Regions from separate parts of the Mus musculus genome. Here region 1 is linked to region 2. The links are chromatin contacts, called in public promoter capture Hi-C maps. All regions are on one chromosome and are shown on one strand. Each heading gives the region's core, a stretch centred on a gene start, on an enhancer-like site or on the middle of the called end of the contact. The rest is flanking DNA. Distances are from core to core; before and after follow the strand shown. Region 1 overlaps Fam53b (family with sequence similarity 53, member B). Region 2 overlaps Oat (ornithine aminotransferase).

Region 1 (3,996 bases), core at 857-3,356, 220 kb before region 2:
GAAGGAGGAGACATAGGAAAGGTGTGTGCAGGATCTGCCTGTGCAGTTGGAGTCATCTAGAATGCAGTAGCACCTGAGTGCTTGACTCGGTGGGATAGCTCTGCCCCTTAGCCCTCTGTACTCATTAGAGTGGAGCTCCTACAAAGCACTCTCTCTGGCCCAAAGGCTAGCCTATACACACTGCCTTACCTCTGCTCTGGCTTTAGTTGGCATTTTCTAAAAGCTGAACATACAGGAAACGGCTTTGGAGCAGGTCTCTGTGCTCTAGGATTGCCTATGACTAGGTGTGAGCCCAAGACAGTTGAGTTGTAGAAAGTTCTGTGGGGGATGTGTGTGTCTGTGTGTGTGTGTGTGGGGGGGGTGTTGTTTAGCTAGTCAGTAGGCATTCTGATCTGCTCTTCTGCTGTGGTGCCTGGGCTTCAAGCTCTGTATGCTGGGGAGGTTTAAGGTTTTGAGTTAGTGTCAATAACACTACTTGATAACATGGAAACCTCCACAAGCAAGAGATGGCTCAGCACTCTTTAGCAGCAAAGCTGAGACTTGACATGGTGTGGCGAGTATGGTGTTCACCATTTCTAAAAACACAAAACCAAATCAGGTTGTGCCCAGTACCTAGCCCAGGGGTCCCTCCAGCTCCCAGTGTTCCTCCTGCTGTCGCTTCCCAAGAGCTCAGATTCGCAGGCAGGCCTCACCACACCTGGCCTCGTTCCTTCTCAGCAGACATCTTCCAAGTAGCCCTGCCTGCCAGCTACTGTGGTTGGGACTGACCTAAGGTAGGTTTGTGCCCTCTAGAAGCTCTCAGGTAACTTTGTTTGAAGCCCAGAGTGATACAGAGCCTGAGGGCCTGTCTCAGGGTAGAGGGGGCTTCCTAGAGTTGGAGGAGGAAGCTTGAAGGAGGTTAGTTTGGAGTCAGAGAGGGGGGTGAACAAGTCCCAGCCAGACAGTGAGTAGAGGTCTCAAGGCATGAAACAGTAAAGAGTATTTAGGGGCTGTAGGAGCTTCCTGTGTTGTAAGTGACAGCAGTGTGTGTGTATGGCACCAGCTCAGCTCTGAAAAGCAGTCTGGACCCCCAGCCACGCCCATCTTCTTGTTAACCTGGCAGAACTAGCCCATGCATGTGCAGGCCACTCTGTAAGCTGGTAAGCTTCTGTGTTCTTTTTATATGTGTGGGCATGGGTGTGCATGTGTGCATGTGTATGGAGTCTAGGAGTAGGCATAGACTACCTCTAATCACCTTAATGCTTTTTGGGTTGTTTTTAGACAGTCTCTCATTGAACCTAGAGTTCACAGACTGACTGGCCAGTGAGACCCAGGCTCCGTTTTTTTCTATACCCCTTCCCTGACCCCGCGCTAAAGTATACCTAGCACATACTGCAGTACCTTAATTTTTACAGTTATTAGGGTTCTAAATTCAGGTCCTCATGCTTGCATGCCAAGCACTTTACTGACTAAACCATCTCCATGGCCCTTATAGTTTATTTCTATTAGCTTCTAAAAATGTTCTGTAGTTTTGCATAGATCAATACACAGAAGGGCATTCCTTGGTGAGTGTCCTGCCGCAGGATCCCCATTTGTCCTCCCCGTGGACAGCTGATGTTAGTTTAGTTCTTTTATATCCTTTGAGACTCCTGTCCATTAGTACAGTATCCAGTTTCTCCCCAGTGAGAGCTGCTATACCCTTTCTTCCATTTCCCTCCTTTTGACTTGGCACTGTCTGGAAGGTGTTCTGTTGAGACAGCCATACTCTCATAGCCCTGCGCTTATTCACGCTGCTCCCTCTGTTAGATGGTCGGGGTACTTCCCAGCCTAGCAGCGCCACATGGCCTGTGTACTTTGTCTTGAAGGATGGATGGATAAGCGCTCAAGGCTCCTGTGATTCACCGGGACATGGGGAAGAGTAGCAGTAGTGTGGGACTAGGACACTGGCGAGTTGTTCCTATGCATCTCACGGTGGACCTGCTCCTCTCCGCGGCAGTTGGGTTCCACTGAGTTTTAGAGGAAGCAGTTTTGTTACTTAGCTGCCTTTGTGATTTCTCTGCAGAGGGGCCCAAGCCCCTCTGTGGGCTCTCAGAGAATGAGGCTTCTCCAGGGGGTGTGGTCAGTATTGCTCAAAGACTTCTGTACTGACTCTGACCCTTGGGCCACACCCAGTTGCAGGCATGACCAGGCCAGTCAGGCTGAAGCAGCCTGGCTCTACCAGCCCTGCTCGGCGGGACCTCAAGTAGGCAGATGCTCCTTCTGGGCACTTGATAGGTTTGTGCCACATGAACATCACAGCTGTAGTGCTTGTTTGCCAGTTTGTTAATAAGTCAAGTGTACAAGGACCTGCTCAGGCAGAGGACATGTAAGGGCGTGGGAGGGAGCCATCCGGGAAGGCTTTGTAATCTTTATAGCACTGTGGTGCAAGGTTTTGGACCTCACAGAGTCCAGGTTTGTTACACTATTTGTTATTAAGCATGGACTTTCTCTTTTTAAAATTATTTTACTTGTGTGTGTGTGTGTGTGTGCGCATGTGTGTATGTGTGTGTAGTGTGTGTGGTATGTGTGTATGTATATGTGTGTGTGGTGTGTGCACGTGTGTATGTGTATATGTGGTGTGTGTGTGGGGTGTGTGTATATGTGTGTGGTATTTGGTGTGTGGTATGTGTTGGTATGTGTGGTGTGTGTGTGTATGTATGTATATATGTGTGTGATGTGTGGTATGTGTGTGTGGTGTGGTGTGTATATGTGTGTGTGTGGCCAGAGGTCAACCTTGGGTGGTGTTACTCAGCAGTCATCCACCTTATTTTTTGAGACGAGATCCCTCCTTGAGTCCTGGAGCTCACTGATATGACTAAGGTGGGCAGTGAGTCCCGAGAATCCACCTGATTCTGCCTCTCCGAGACTGAGATTACAAGTGCACACCACTGTGTGCAGATGCTATAACCAGATTTTGGGAATCAAACTCCAGCCCCCACCTTGATTTTGAGAAAGCTTCTTCCTCTGGGACCTGGAGCTTGCCATTTAGGCTGGACTGGCTGGCCAGTGAGCCCTAGGGATCTGTTGTTCCTGCTTCACCAGAGATGAGATTGCAGACCTGTTACCCCCACAGCTTTCTGTGTTCTAAGGGCTCGTCTCAGGTCTGCTTGCTCTTATGGTAGGCATTTACCGCTGGAGCAAGTCCTCCACCCCGCAGGTGTGAGCTTTGCCTCTCAGTGATTTCATTTACTCACCCATCAATCATCACCGATTCCCACTTCCTGGAGCAGAGAATGTGGCTCTGGATGGCTGCGTCTTCTACCTTACCACAATCCCAGCACACCCAAAATACTCGCTCAGTAAGCTGGTTGAATCAACTGATGTACTTGCTGATCAGATAGACTTCCCATGACCTCCATGTACCATTGACTAAGCATGGATTTTGTGCCCAAGTGCCAGGTTCTCATCTGTCCTTAACTATTAAATTTCATCTGTTCTCATCTCATTCGTGGTTAACTGTGATATCATTATTTAAATGATTTATTACCTGTATACAGACATTGTGAGCCTACTTGAGTTTTTATTCACTGTGGGTATGCAGGAGCCCTTGGAGACCTGAGCAAGGTTATCAGATTCCTTGGGCCTGGAGTTAAAGATTATGAGCCACTATGTGGGTCCTAGGAACCAAACTTGGGTCTTCTGCAAGAGTGGTAAATGCTCCTAACCATTGAGCCATCTCTCCAACCCCTGTTGTTATTTTTAAGTCTGAGAGCGTGAAACACCTCCCTAGCCTGGCTCGTGATTCAGGCCGGCAGTGTTGGTGGTTTGTGGAGCTGTCCTCTTCCATATGGCTACATGTCTGAGCTACTTACTTGGTTTGGGAGGTACGTGGAGGTGGAGTGTTCAGAGCCTGCAGTGAGCCTTGCTGCTGACGCAGTGAGTGGGCTTCCTGAGAGCAAGGACATCTGCACCGAAACCTGGTTCCGATGGTGCCGCTGAGGGATGACGGCAACGGCGTGATAAGTACTGCAGCAGCCT
Region 2 (4,075 bases), core at 729-3,228:
AATTAGACATGTCCTAAAATGCCTTGCCATGTTGGTAGAGACTTATTTTAAAGCTTTGTTTGTATTTTTGTGTACGAGTGTTTTGTTTCTGTGTATCTAACTGCATTTGCTAAGGAGTATCAGAGAAAGCACACTTTATGCATATTTCCTAGGAGGCAGAAGTTAATACCATTTTACATTTTCAGTAGTTTAAGTAGGATCTACTGTGTAGATTGTAAAGAGCCTAGGAAGAAAACGATGAATCGGTATCTTAGACTTCGTGGTGGTGAATGAGGGCTGGTTCTTTGCAGTACAGCTAAACATCTTTGCTAGCTGCCATTTCCAGTCTAGTGATTCTGGCTTTGTTTTTGTTAGAGAGAAAATACTGTGGAAATAGCAGACCTTTTCCTTAGGGAAGTATATAATTGGACCCCTCTAAGTGGACAGTCTCTAGATCTTGCGTTTTCAGTCTGTACTCTGGTCGGTCCGTGGGAAGGGAGACTAGCGGCACGGTTCTGGCACATAGAGTAGAGTTCTGGGAACTGATTAGTGATTGCACATTCCTGAACCTCACTGGGTTTTTAGTGTGGAGTGAGAGCCAAGTTGAAAGAGAAGTTAGCCAAGTTCATGATTGGCTGATTTGGCAGCGCAATCATGTGTGCGAAGATCATGCATGGTTTGACTTGTTGGAAAATTCTGTTGAAACATGAATTAGCTATTTGTATATATAGACACCCCCAGCGTGCCTGGCTTTTGGTAACTTCCCCCTAGTCTAGAATTTACCTAAAATGCTTTCCTTCTCTACTTCCAGACATCACACCTATATCTGCTCTTATTTGTTGCAGGATCTTACATGATCCGAATGGTGAGCTGTGCACACAGAAGTTGGGGGAGCACTGTTAGGGACTGGCTTTAGGACTGGTGCCGAGAGAGGCCTGATCCTGAAAAGTGTAAATAATGCGAGTCTACACCCGTGTGCCCGGGATTTTATATACCCCACTTAGCTGTTCACGCTTCGGTATTCTCTTGGTCCCAATTGTTTGTTTTTCCTTTAAACAGTTGATTTTTTTTTCATAAATTTTTAATGTTTTGTGTGGCAGGGGAGGTGGGTGGGTTATAGACACATAGGATTCCTTATGAGTCGTTTGTTATATGTGTGTGTTTGTTACTGTAAGATCTCAAGACTCTTAACAAAGTGCAAAACAAGTCTTCTCACCTCTGTTCATGCTGAGTTTGACTTATGTTTTAGATATCTGTGCTAAATGACAAATTTTGACCTTGTGGAGTTTGGGTGCTAAACTCTTTCCAGTCTCCAAAAGTTACTTTTTTCCTGTTTCTATAAATTTTTTAAAGATGTATTTTTATTTTTTGTGTGTACTAATGCCTGCCTGCGTGTATATATGTGTACCACGTTGGTGTCTGAAGAGGGTGCTGGGTCCCCTGGAGTTACAGAGAGTTGGGAGCCATCGTGTGGGGGCTGACATCTGAACCCAGGTCTTCTGCAAAAGTAGAGCATGGTTTTACTCGCAGAGCCAGCTCTCCAGCTCTCCAGCTTTCTTCCCCTCCTATCGTCTTTCTCTTTTGAGGAAGAGGCTACTTGTAGCCCAGGCTAGCCTGGAACTTAGTATGTAGGCCAGGCTAGCCTGGAACTTGAGTTGGTCATCTTTCCTCTGCCTCCTGAATGCTGGGATTACCTCATCTAGGTTAAACGGCATTTGTTAGTACTTGTCTCACTGCCTACATATCAGGACGATTCAAAATGCAAAATAAAGAATAGAGGTGGAGGGGAGCCTGAGGGCCTGGAGTGGGGCTGAGAGAGGATGAGGCAGGTGCTGCTTGTGGTTCTAGCTCCACAGGGCCATTTGAACCCAGAGTTAAAAGACCACCCTGGGCTTTCAGAAGGTACAAAATGGTTCACAGTCTCTCCTTTTCACACCCTGCCTCATGACCAACCAGCAGGCAGTTGTGGCATCTGACTTGGCGCCCTGCCTGTTATCTTCCCTGAACCCTGCACTGTCTGGTAGGATAGGGCTGGCTGCTGCCTGTGTGGAAGCTTGGCAGTTACGTAGTGAGCAGACAGGAGTCGGCTCTGGGAAGGCTCTCACTCTCCACATGTTCTCCTGACTTCGGACAGGTCTGTCTGCACTCCCACTCCTGAAGGACCCACACGATGCTTTCTAAACTAGCAAGTCTGCAGACCATTGCTGCTCTGCGCCGAGGAGTCCACACCTCAGTCGCCTCTGCCACGTCTGTTGCCACAAAGAAGACAGAGCAAGGCCCACCATCCTCCGAGTACATTTTTGAACGGGAATCTAAATATGGTGCACACAATTACCATCCTTTGCCTGTAGCCCTGGAGAGAGGAAAAGGTATGTTTTGGATTAATCCACCCCCACATTTGCTTGAAGTGTGTTATCAGAATGAGTTGTTTTGTATTTCTCATGTGTAAGCCGCACTGAATGCCTTGTGGCAGATAGGGCTCCTTTGATTTTTCTAGGCGACTAAGGCTCCTGTGCCCAGCAGTCTTCCATGGGAGCCTCACGATGGTGAATGCAGAGGAAATGGGCATGCGTACCACAGACAATCTTTTAAAATTAGTTCTTATTTAGACATGACTCTAGTAATAAAAACATTATGATGATATGAAAATCATTTCTTTCCTTTGCCCCCAGATAGCTGAGGCTTTTCTTCGTTGTGTTCTCTCCATCCCTCCTGGCCCCATGTACACCCTGTTTTCTAGCTCTTCCCCCTAGGTACTCACTGTGCCTTCTCTAAGAGTCCACAGGAGCTTTCTGTATACACAGGTAGTTATCAGAACCAGGAAGTTAACAAGAGCAGAGCAGGAATCAGCTTTGTGTCCTTAGTTATAAATGAACCTTAGACCAGGGCTCTCATTCTTGGTGGTTCAGTGGTCTGTTGATCAATAGAGCAGTAGGTCTTCTCTTCCCCTCCCCCTTACTCTTCTTCCTCTCCTCTTCCTTCCTCCTCCTCTTTCTCATCCCCCTGTCTTCTTCCTCCTTCTCCTCCATCTCCTCCCTTTCTTCCTCCTCCTCCTGTCCTGGGCCAGTATTTTTTTTTTTTTTTAAATTGTAACACTTCCCAGCTGAAGTATTTCAGCCCTGTAAGCCAGTGTTTCTTCAAGTTTGGCACTGCCTGAATTGATCTGGAGTAGAATTGCTGGGTCATGTGGTAACTCTACGATTAGCTTGTTACGGGAACTGCCAACCTTTAAAACAAAACAAAAAAACCCTCTCTCTGTGTGGCGCGCGCACCCATGCCTGAGCAGAAGCAGAAGAGGAAGTCAGGTGTCTCACTTTATCGGGTTCTGCTTTATTCCTCTGAGACAGAGCTTCTCACTGAACATGATGCACACCATTTTGGCTAGGCTTGCTGGCCAGGGAACTGCTGGGATCTGCCTGTCTCTGCAGTTAAGGCTGGGGTAGCAGGAATGAGTGGCCATGCCCAGCTTTTTAAAAATGTGGGATATGGGAACTCAAACTCAGGTCCTCATGTGTGCCTTACTGAGCCATCTCCCCAGCTCAGGATTACTAACTGTTTTTCAGATCAGCTGTACTGTTTTTGATTTTTGGTATTGGTAGAGAGACAGGCTCTTACCTTGTAGTTCAGGCTGCTCCTAACCTTGGATTCATCCAACATGAGCTGCCAAGTGCTGGGATCACAGGTTCATGTATGTCTTCTTCAAAGAGCCGCGTGCAACTCCGGACAGGCATGGAGTGTCTCCTGCCTCTCTCCTGGGCCCCTTCAGTCAGTCCTGTACGCGATCCATCGCGGCTTGAGAATTGAACCCAGACGGAATTGGTGGGCCAGGGGACATGTTTTAGGGGAACCGGGAAGGCTCCAAAGCCCAGAGAGCAGCATTTTGGTTTGGACATACATGAACATGTAAAGACATACAATCCGTCACCAGCCATTAGAAACATGCATATCAAAACAAGGAGCTACTATTCCATACTAGTATGCTTATAATTTTTAAAAGAAAAAACAGTGGGGCAAAGATAAACCGTTTGGAACTCGCATGCATTGCTAGTGGACGGGTAAATCGGTACAGCTGTGACTGGGCGTGGTGGTGCACAGC

Evidence for each region. Capture Hi-C pulls out chosen DNA fragments and counts their contacts.
Region 1: a promoter capture Hi-C map of adipose tissue shows a contact between it and region 2. The contact joins two enhancer-like sites. A contact is called at or near these places in 2 of 39 promoter capture datasets (liver and neural stem cells), 2 of 484 Hi-C or Micro-C datasets (both in liver), 1 of 115 datasets of contacts at active chromatin or transcription factors (pancreatic cancer cells) and 2 of 9 other capture datasets (adipose tissue and pancreatic islet).

The regions. Positions count from the first base shown.
Region 1 is chr7:132,788,916-132,792,911 of GRCm38.p6, reverse strand. All of the region lies in intron 1 of Fam53b (family with sequence similarity 53, member B), which reads left to right. Among named protein-coding and RNA genes, the nearest start is that of Fam53b, 23 kb to the left of the region's middle. Within about 2 kb of position 2,106, at least 23 of the 459 cell types and tissues checked have an H3K27ac peak or open chromatin away from gene starts, as enhancers often do. A contact at or near this core is called in adipose tissue, where this site is marked.
Region 2 is chr7:132,568,179-132,572,253 of GRCm38.p6, reverse strand. It overlaps Oat (ornithine aminotransferase), which reads left to right. Exons shown (of 10, transcript NM_016978.2): 2 at 2,114-2,348. The coding sequence starts at 2,150. Among named protein-coding and RNA genes, the nearest start is that of Oat, 6.2 kb to the left of the region's middle. Within about 2 kb of position 1,978, at least 76 of the 459 cell types and tissues checked have an H3K27ac peak or open chromatin away from gene starts, as enhancers often do. A contact at or near this core is called in adipose tissue, where this site is marked.